2 separate regions of the Mus musculus genome follow, and region 2 is linked to region 1. Evidence: chromatin contacts called from public promoter capture Hi-C data. All regions are on one chromosome and are shown on one strand. The core of a region is the stretch at or near the end of the contact, and the rest is flanking DNA. Distances in the headings are between cores, read along the strand shown.

What was found. Promoter capture Hi-C pulls out the DNA fragments that hold promoters and counts their contacts.
Region 2: a contact with region 1 is called in a promoter capture Hi-C map of pre-B cells. The contact joins the promoter of AW146154 here to the promoter of Dpy19l3 in region 1. A contact is called at or near these places in 1 of 39 promoter capture datasets (pre-B cells) and 1 of 484 Hi-C or Micro-C datasets (CD4 T cells).

What each region holds. Positions count from the first base shown.
Region 1 is chr7:35,752,911-35,758,057 of GRCm38.p6, forward strand. It overlaps Dpy19l3 (dpy-19-like 3 (C. elegans)), which reads right to left and starts at 1,544. Exons shown (of 19, transcript NM_178704.3): 1 at 1,345-1,544.
Region 2 is chr7:41,498,440-41,503,189 of GRCm38.p6, forward strand. It overlaps AW146154 (expressed sequence AW146154), which reads right to left and starts at 1,451. Exons shown (of 4, transcript NM_001033530.3): 1 at 855-1,451. The coding sequence starts at 857.

The DNA.
Region 1 (5,147 bases), core at 294-2,793:
CAAATGTTTAACTAAACCACATTGACGAAGCACCTTTCCTCCAGCAGGCACTGCCAAGAGGGAGTGATACAGGTAGGGATACAGGTGAGCCACGTGAAGATGCCCAGGACTTCTTCCAGGAAGCCATCTTGGATGCTGCACCCTTGTGATGTTTTCCCTCCCTGATTCCGTAACACTAACTGTGGGATTTGTTGCGTGACACAGTTTTACATTATTTTCTACAGTTCCTACAGAAAGTAGTGGGTCTGATTTATTCCCACAGAACTGACCACGTGGGAGGGATTCCTAGTAAACTTGTGACAGCCAGATTTTGAAGAACTGAAACACTGTTTCTGATACCTGAATTTTAGCACCTGTGTTCTTTGAAAAAAAAAAAAAATCCCTGCTAAGCTTTATGCCTGGATGTCAAAGACAGTAAGACAGTGCGGGGCTGTGCCAGTCAGGGTGGCTGCTCTCTCTGGGGAGCAACTGTGGGTGTAGCTGCGGGAGCAGTTACCTAGTTTGGAAGCTATGAGGGGGAGGCGGGGGTGTGGTGGTGGTGAGTAAGCTGGCTTCAGTCCCCCGGGAACATCTTGCCTGGTTCCTCTGACTAATGAATAGCGTTTTACTAATTATCTATTAAAGATGAGGAGTAGCCAGACGCGATTGTTTCGGCAGCTAATCCAACCTGCACTCTAGTTACCAAAGTCTATGTTTATCTAACGGAAAGGCTCTTGCTAAATACAACAGAGGAAGCCAACACCACACAATGCTTTTGTTAAGATTCATTCATTCAAAAATGCTCAGACTGAACACAGACTCAAATGCAGTGTGCTCAAAAAGCACAAGAAACGGGGGGGGGGGGGGGAGAGAAGAAATCTTTTCAAAGTCTTGCAGCCACAGCTGGAATCCTGTCCCCTCTTGAGGAGTTATACCCTCCCTGCTAGCCCTCGGCGGGTTAGGGCTATACAGGGGGCCCACCTTACATCTACCCTGAGCCTGGTAAAGCAGAAAGTTAACAAACATGCCAGGTGCTAATTACATTTCCCGTCTGCATGGCAACAGCCTCCCCAACTAGGAAACAAAAAGTTGCTCCGGCCAGCCGGACTCAAAGCCCTGCCAGACATTAGCAAAGAGACCCTAAGGCAATTCCTGGACTACTGACCAGGACGCGCGCCACTCCCCCGCACCTGGAGCCACTCCCCTGCGCACCTGGCGAGCCCACGCGAGGACCAGGTGCTAGCCGGCCCGGGGAACCTCGCGACACTCGCTCCCGCTCTGAGACGCTCCCTCCCACGCCCCGCCCACGTGTCCCGTAGACACTGCGCGTCCAGTCCCCTCGCGGCCCGACCCCCAGCCACAGACCTGCGGCCTCAGCAGTCCTCAGGGGCGGCTCGGGTTGGCAAAGAAGCACCCCGAGCACCCAGGCCTTAGGGACGCGCCCACTTCACGGGCTACAGCGAGGTGAAGACTAGGAGGACCCAGCTGTTCCCGGCTCTGTGCGGCGCGCTGCAAGGATGGGCCTGGGGGGCGTCTACAGCCCGGGGAAGGGGCGCGCCGGGGAGGCCGGGCCGCTACCGCTGCATTCATTGGTCCCGGCAGCTGTTCGTCAACGCAAGGCCCCGCCCCCGCCTCCCGCGCTGCCCCGCCCCGTCTCGTGCGGCGCACACCGGAAGGAAGAGGTACACTTCCGCTCAGAGGGCTGTTTTGGGGGTGTTAGGCTCCGAGGCAGGTCTTAAGCTTGGCTTGTTCCTGTGTTCGGAGTCCCTGGTGCCCCGAAGAAAGGTTACCCAGTCTCGGGGGACCTTCCCAGCTCTACCTCCTGCCTCCAATGTCCGGCTATATGCACTTTCGACGTTGTTTAGTGATAAAATCCGCAGACACTTTTGGGTCTCCAAAGACATGCCTCTCAGTCCCCACACCCCCAACCCATCCACACCCATCCTCCCGCCGCCGCCGTAGTACTGCTCTGGCCTTTGTTGTTAATTCTCCTCCTTAACATGCACCTTCAGTATTGAGTCCTAGATGTTCCTCTTATCTTTAAACTGCTTGTCAGCATCTTTTCCCTCTCTTTGAGACAGGGTCTCACTTTCTAGCTCTGGCTGGCCTGAAATTGCGTGTGGACCAATTTGGCCTCACGTCTGCCTCTGCCTCCTGAGTGCTGTGACTAAAGGAAGGTGTGCGCCAGACTGAGTTTTGGTAGTGGATGGCCCACTGAGATCAGTACCTACGAAAAGGCAGCCTGTCATCTAATTCCAACAAAAATTGTTCCATACACCCTGCCTTTCTTAGCTACCTGTCCCTGATAGATCTTTTTCTCTTTTGGTTGTCGACTGTTAATACCAAGAACACACTGCTCAGAATGCTTTATTAGATAGCCCCTCACCCCACACCTACTTAAAGTGATTTGTGGAACATGTAACTGGTGTGAGGCGCATGTCCCTGAGGGGAACAGTATTCAGCTGCTGCTTCATGTCTGTAACACGAGGCAAGAACTGTCATAAGAACGTCGGGTCGTAGTGCTTCTCATAGAAAGTGGGTGCGCACTAAGAGTAAAGTCTGAGATTTAAGGTCTTAGATGGCGCTCCTGTAGTCCTGCTGAGGAAGGAGGCTGCCGCAGGAGGATGACAAGTCCAACTCTTGCCTGGGCCATATGCAGAGACATAGAGTACTGGCTTGTCACAAGCATGCAGCAAGACGATGAGTTGTAGTGAAGCACGATAGAAAGGCAAGGGAAATTATGGAGGAAGGAGAAGGAATTTCCCCCATTCCACTGCAGATCTAGATGAACCCTCGCCAGCTGCAGGCAAGGATCCCAGCACAGAATACTTGCTGTAAAGTTTGCTAACAGAAATGATGAGTTCCTCTCATGGATCTTATGTTAAACAGGGTCTGCTTTAAGGCCCGAGTGTACTTGACCTTTGGGCCTCATTCCTTTCCCCCCCAGATTGGAGTTTCAAGGGCGATGCTTACTAACCTTTATTTACACTAAAAATATCCTACCTTAGGGCTGCAGAGATGGCTCAACAGCTAAGGGCTGCTCCTCCAAAAGACCCAGGTTTGGTTCCAGAATCCATGTGGCAGCTCACAACCATCTGTAACTCCAGTTCCAGGGCATCTGATGCTCTCTTCTGGCCTCTGTGGGCATCAGACAGGCATATGGTGCACATATATACATTCGGGTAAAACACCGATACACATACAATAAAAGTCCTATAAAGAGCCTTCCTGCTCTCCTGTGATGTTGTCAGTGGCAGTGCTGACAGGTGTCCCTCGGGAATCACTCTGATGAATGAAGAAAGCAAGAGGAGGGGCTGGAGAGATGGCTCAGAGATTGAGTACTTGGTGCACCACAGTTAGGCTCCGACACCCATGTGAGTCAGTAGCTTCAGTTCCAGATGCTCCAACACCCTCTTCTGGCTCCCTGGGACCCCTCCGCCCCCCCCCCCCCACACACACACACAGACACAGACACACAAATAAAACTGGATCTTAAAGATGTAATTAGAATCATACTTAAAGTCACAGGACCCAGGTTCAGTTCCTAGCACCTACATGGTGGCTCACAACCATCTGTAACTCCCATTTCAGGAGATCTAATGCCATCTTCTGATCCCCAAGGGCGTCAAGCATGCACGGGGTATACAGACTTGCAGGCAAAACATTCATAAAAAAATATAAATAAGGGGGTGGTTGGAGAGATGTCTCAGCCGCGAAGAGCACTGGCTTCCCCTTCAGAGAACCTCCATTGGATTGCCAGTACCCACATTCTCAGTGAATCCTGTCCTCTGGGATCTGATGCCCTCTTCTGGCCTCAGTGGGCAATGCATCCATACAGTGCAGACGCAAAACATAGACATAAAAGACATTGTTAAACGTTTTTAAATAGAAGTAAGTCTTTTAAAAAGTATTAACTTGGGTGATAGCCATGGAGATGAAGAAAACGCAGCAGATCTGGGATATTTAGGTGCTCCGTGCAGCTGGAGTAGTGTGGGTGTCTGTACGGATTATGTAAGAAGAGGGAGGAAGCTCTGCGGGCTCCTAGGTTTCTGACTTGAGCAGTCAGGACCGTGGGACGCATCAAAAGAGAAAAATAAAAGCAGGCTTGAAGTGTTTAACAACTTATAGGGGAGTTGGGTTTTTTGTTTGTTTGTTTTGTTTTGTTAACATAGGCAGAGCTGGTTCTGCTCAGGAAAGCTGACCTAGAACTGCCTGATCAGCCACCGCAGGGCTGGCAGCTGGCTCTAGGCTAGTTGCTGCTCACAGGGCTCTCCCCACAGGCTGTTGGAGTAGCCTCAAGACATAACCTCTGAAACCTGGGGGTTTCCTAGGCGTCTGTGGTAGAGGGAGGGCAATGTAAAGGTGGGCTGATCACTTCATGGTGGAGACAGCAGGGGGCAGCCTTTCTCCCTTCTCACTTTCACAGGATTTGGGCTGGGGCTGGAAGCCCCAGTTCTGTATGACTGAATTGTGAGGCTAGGACACAGGGCAGTCCAGTGTCAGCCTTGGCTTCTGTTGGATTGCTCACTTAGGGGAGGATTTCAGGGTTATGTCTTGAGGCTACCCCAGCGGCCTGTGGAGCAGCCTCCAGTCAGCCACTTGCCAGTGAGCTACCCTGTTAGTAGATCGGGGAGCTCCTGGACAGCTTCGGCTGATAGCAGGATCCATCCTGGGCAGAACCACCTCTGCTTATCACTCTTATACATCGAAACTCTGAGACAGTAGATGGTTATTGTTGTGAGGGGACAGGTTTGGGAAGGGGGCTTTTATTATATATACAGTGATAGGTAATCAATGCAATACTGATCATCAATATGGACATGGCATGATGTATATTTCCTTTTATATATTCCCATTTAACTGGATATTAGGGTATATATTTATAGATATATAAGTAATTTTTATATAATATATAAAATTTAATGTATGATATATAATATAATATAATTATAGTATGTGATAATATATTATATATAGTTTATATATTATAATATACTACATTGTATTTATAATATATACTATGTATGTCATAATACAGACTATAAATAATATATAATATTGAAATATTTATATGAATGTTTTATCCACGTGTATGTCTGTGCACCTACTGATGCCCAGGAGACCAGGACAGGGTAAAGGACCCTCTGAAACTGGAGTTACAGATGGTT
Region 2 (4,750 bases), core at 201-2,700, 5.7 Mb after region 1:
ACATAAGGGCCTCACAGAAAGCCTTGCTTGATCAAGCCAGTCCTGGACCCAACAGTGTTTTCCCTTTTCAAAGAGTTGCCAGCCGGTGTTCTCCTGCGAATATGGCAGAACTATGCTTTTTCTCAAGAAGAAAACTAGCAGCACTTTGTGATAAACAGCCTTTAATGTTGATTGGGACTCTAGAACGCTCCCTTGAGCAGCCAGTTCTTTGCTATGAGGATGGCCCTAGTGGCTGGTTGCCAATCAGAGTAGCCTCCTTTGTTAAGCACTGGAGCACTTTTCTGGACAATCCTAGTGAACAAATATATCTATCCTAGCATCCTGATCTCTAACGGGTCTGGTTAGCACACTACTTATCTGTAGGGTGTCTCAGAGGCATTCCTCCCTCAGCTAAACTCTACTTGCTGTCCCTTACTATCTCCTAAGCATTGGTAAATCCTTTAACATCATCAATTCTACTCTTCATCACAGTTTGATATTGGAGTGCTACCCAACATGAAATGCCTTTTACAACCTCTACAGAATTAACTCCAAATAGGTCTTACAGCTAAATGTTAAATGATAGGGGAGTTAACTTTTAGAAGTAAAGAGAAACTAGGCCTGAGTTTGACATCCTGCTAAGGATGTTTCCACACACAAGTCTCTGTGCCAGATGCTTTGAGCAGATGCAGCCCTCATAGCGAAGTTATTCACATCCACTGCTGGGTTCAGGGAATGACTAGGACAAAAAGGGAAGTAACAGGTGGTCAGATCTGGCCACACTTACCACCCAGACCCAGGGACAAGCCACCATACCAGCTCCTGCAACACAACTGCCTGCTCCTCCCCCCTGTGGGCAGTGGCTCTGCACTCACCATGTCGCGAATTAGCAATTTGCTAGAGCTTCCCTCACAGCACCCAGCAGCAGCGCTTAGAGAAAAACAATCAGAACTTTTCCAGCCCGCTCCGCTACAGAGCTGAAGCTGCCGCAAGGCACCCGGAAGATCCCGCCTCCTTTTCTGACTGGCAGGTCCACCTCAAGGCTCTGATTGGCCCTTAAGTCTTGAGTAACGCGAGTACCTCCCTGAGGGTTAGGGTGTGCAGATGAGACTCCGCATGATGGTTGCTGGCCGGGTCTTCCAGTACAGTACCAGACCTTTTCCAGATACATAGAGATTTGCATTTCAGTAGCACTTGTGTCTGTATTCTACCCGTCTGTCTTTCCATCCCGCACCGGGAAGGACCCATCACCTCAGCTCCTGCCGCCCAGCTGCCTGCTCCTCCCCTTTGTAAACAACGACCCTGCGCTTTCTAAGTCGTGGTGGAATCTGGAGCTTGCTTGAACTACCTTTATTCATTAGGCACTTCCCCTTCTTCCTCCGGAAATGAAGGTGGATATGTAATGGAAATCAAGCTTGAAAATTGTAATTCCCAAATTTGACCTGTAAGCCTCACCTGCCCAGGAACCAGGTTACTTCTAGGAATGCTGGGAATTGTAGTTCTTTGTAAGTAACAAGTCCTCGTGGGAAAGTACGGTGGCCAAATTGATTATCTGTATAAAGCCCTACAACATGTGACCGGGGGCTATCCCAGCTGGGAAATTCTGTGGATATTTCTGATCCAGATCCACCGCTTGGTCAGTACTTAATATTTAATAAACGGTTGCTTCAAATTTGGACGGAAATGGTTGATTTGGTTTTCCAATAAAACTCAGGTTTAAGGTATGGAAGCGCATAAGGAAATAATGGTCCCAAATTCGCTCTTCATTCCGGATAATCGAGGGGTGGGCTGACCCAGCCAAGGTCTCCGGGAAATGCGTTCCCTCTGCAGACTCCCGGGGTGAATGGCAGACTCGGAGAAAAACAGTAAGCTTCCTGTTGGTTCCTGGATTCTGGTTAAGGGGATGGAGTTTGTACACCCGTTCGGGCAATTGAGAGATACCTATCGTTTGTTTGTTTGCTTGTTTGTTTTAGTAATTTCTACGTAATTGGGAGTTCATCCAGGGCCATCAGTTATTTTCTGATCAGTTATTTGCCATGGGAGCTCTGGAAACGCCCTCTACTGACGCTGGGAGGTAGAAACTTAAGTAACCCCGCACTTGAGAACTTCAGCTAGGTCCCAATGCCTAGGCTGTCCAACTAATCAGAGACTTCCAGAGGATACCAGGAATTCCAGGGATTATACAAGGAGTCCGCTGAAACAGTCTCCCATCGGTTAAGTTCTCCTAGATTGATGAAACCTCTGTGTAACACCAATTCAATCTATATTGTTGACTCCTGTTTTGTGTTTTGTCCACTTGTCTAGTGCTTCCTCGTGTGTTACCATAGGGTGGGGGAGGGGGGCGACTAAATTAGAGGAAGGCACAATATAAGAATTTACGGACTTAGAAGCAGAAAAGGCCAATTCTAAATATCGTTGTCTTAGGTATCTGATCTGTCTTTGTGTGTTTTGACTTAAGGCTGTAAGGCACAGTGGCTCAGGGAGCTCCGGGTGCAGCATACATAGTTCCGACCCCACCTGCATCTAACTGACTGTGAAGTTGTCTCTCAATATGAGATGCTCTGACTTGGATTGTATTCAGAAGCTACAGACTCTACCCCAGGCTCAGATACTTCTTCTGCCTTCTCCTACCTGTGTCTAGCTGGCAGGAAAGCTGGGTCGAGAAAAACTTAACATTTTAGAACACCAAGTATGTATAAGGTAGATTTGGAGATAGACAATTCACAAATAGCACTTGGGGCTCATTGGATAGCTTTGTAATGTCCAGAGCTCTGCCCCCAACTGCACAGTGCCAGACCCAGCTCCTCTCCAAATTATGGATGAATCTGTGATTTCTATTCTTGTAAGATTTGTTATTTTGGGCTGGTGAGATGGCTCAGTGGGTTAGAGCACCCGACTGCTCTTCCGAAGGTCCAGAGTTCAAATCCCAGCAACCATATGGTGGCTCACAACCATCCGTAACAAGATCTGACCCCCTCTTCTGGAGTGTCTGAAGACAGCTACAATGTACTTACATTTAATAAATAAATAAATAAATCTTTAAAAAAAAAAAAAGATTTATTTAAAAAAAAAAAAAAAAGATTTGTTATTTTATGGGTAAGAATGCACATAGCTATTGCATGCTGGTTTCCAACTGGTCTTCAAAGCATAAAAATTGTTGTTTCTCATTCCTGTAGCTAGTTTACTGGGCTCAAAGTTCACCTCTGGGTTTTCTAGACACTGGAGTTAATATAATAATAGGAATTGAAATATTGTTTAAATATTGATGATACTAACATTGATTTATAATGTTCTACTTTATTGCTGGCTCAGAAAATTAGTTATGGCTTACCCCTTTTCACACCTAGGCATCATTTTATTGGTTTTGTTTTTTGTTTTTCAAGGCAGGGTTTCTCTGTATAATCCTGGCTCTCCTGGAACTCACTCTGTAGACCAGGCTGGCCTTGAACTCAGAAATCTGCCTGCCTCTGCCTCCCAAGTGCTGGCATCAAAGGTGTGCGCCACCACTGCCCAGCTATGATTTTAAAGTCAGAGTCAAACACTAAAGGACTATTGGCTTATAAGTTATTGGATATGGTTTTAAAAAGTGTGTAATATCTATAACTGAATTAACTTAAACTCGTAACTTGGGGTTAATGATTAAAAGCCTATGCTTACATAATCTTAAACCAAAGGGCTTGATTCCATTCTGTAACATAGACAACACATGACTGATAGCAATCATTTTTTCTCTTCATTCATGTATTTATTCACTCTACATTCCAATATCAGCCTCCTTCTTCTCCCAGTCCCCTGAACACAGCTTCTCCTCCCCACTCAACCCTCTCCCCATCCCCAGAGAAGGGGTTAGTCCCACATCCCCCACCCCTCCACCCCACCCTACTGTAGTTCATCAAGTAACTGCAGGTCCAGGTGCACCCTCCCCTACCAAGGCTAGAAAAGGCTGTCCATTCAAGGGGATAGTATCCACAGGCTGGCAAGAGGTTCAGGGACAACCCCACTCCAATTGTTGGAAACCCTGAATGAAGATCAAGCTGCATATCTGCTACACATGTATGGGGAGTTAAGGTCGCCAAGCCCATGCTCACTCTTTGGTTGGTGGGTCAGGCTCTGGGAGTCCCCAAGAGTCCAGGTTAACTGACTCTGTCTTCCTGTGGAGCCTCATCCTCCTCCAATTACCCAATCCTTCCTCCAACTCTTCCACAAGATGCAGGAGCTCCATCTAATGGTTGGCTGAGGGTCTCTGCATCTGTTTCTGTTGGCTGCTGGGTGGAGCCTCTCAGAGAACAGTTATGCTAGGCTCCTACCTGCAAGCTTAACAGAATATCATTAATAGTGTCAGGGATTGGTTCTTGCTCATGGAATGGGTCCCAACCTGGACCAATCATTGTTTGACCACTCAATCCACCTTTATTCCATTCCTGTCCCTGCACTTCTTACAGGTAGGACCTTCTATGTGGAAGGTTTTATGGGTGTTTTGCCTTTTCCATCCCATTATTGGGAAGCCTACCCGTCCACAGGCAGCAGCAACTTCAGGCACCATATCACTCACTGCTAGGTGTCTCAGCTAGATTCACCCCCAAAGATTCCCTGTGGTCTCCCCCAATCCCAGGTCTCTGGCACATCCTAGAGATGCATTCCCACTCTGAATTTCCTTTCCATCTCCCCTGCTTACCCTACACCTGATATCCCTGCCCTGTTCAACTCCCCCTCTCCCATCCACGGCCCTCCCTCCCTCCACCTCCAATATCTGTTTTATTTCCTACTCTGA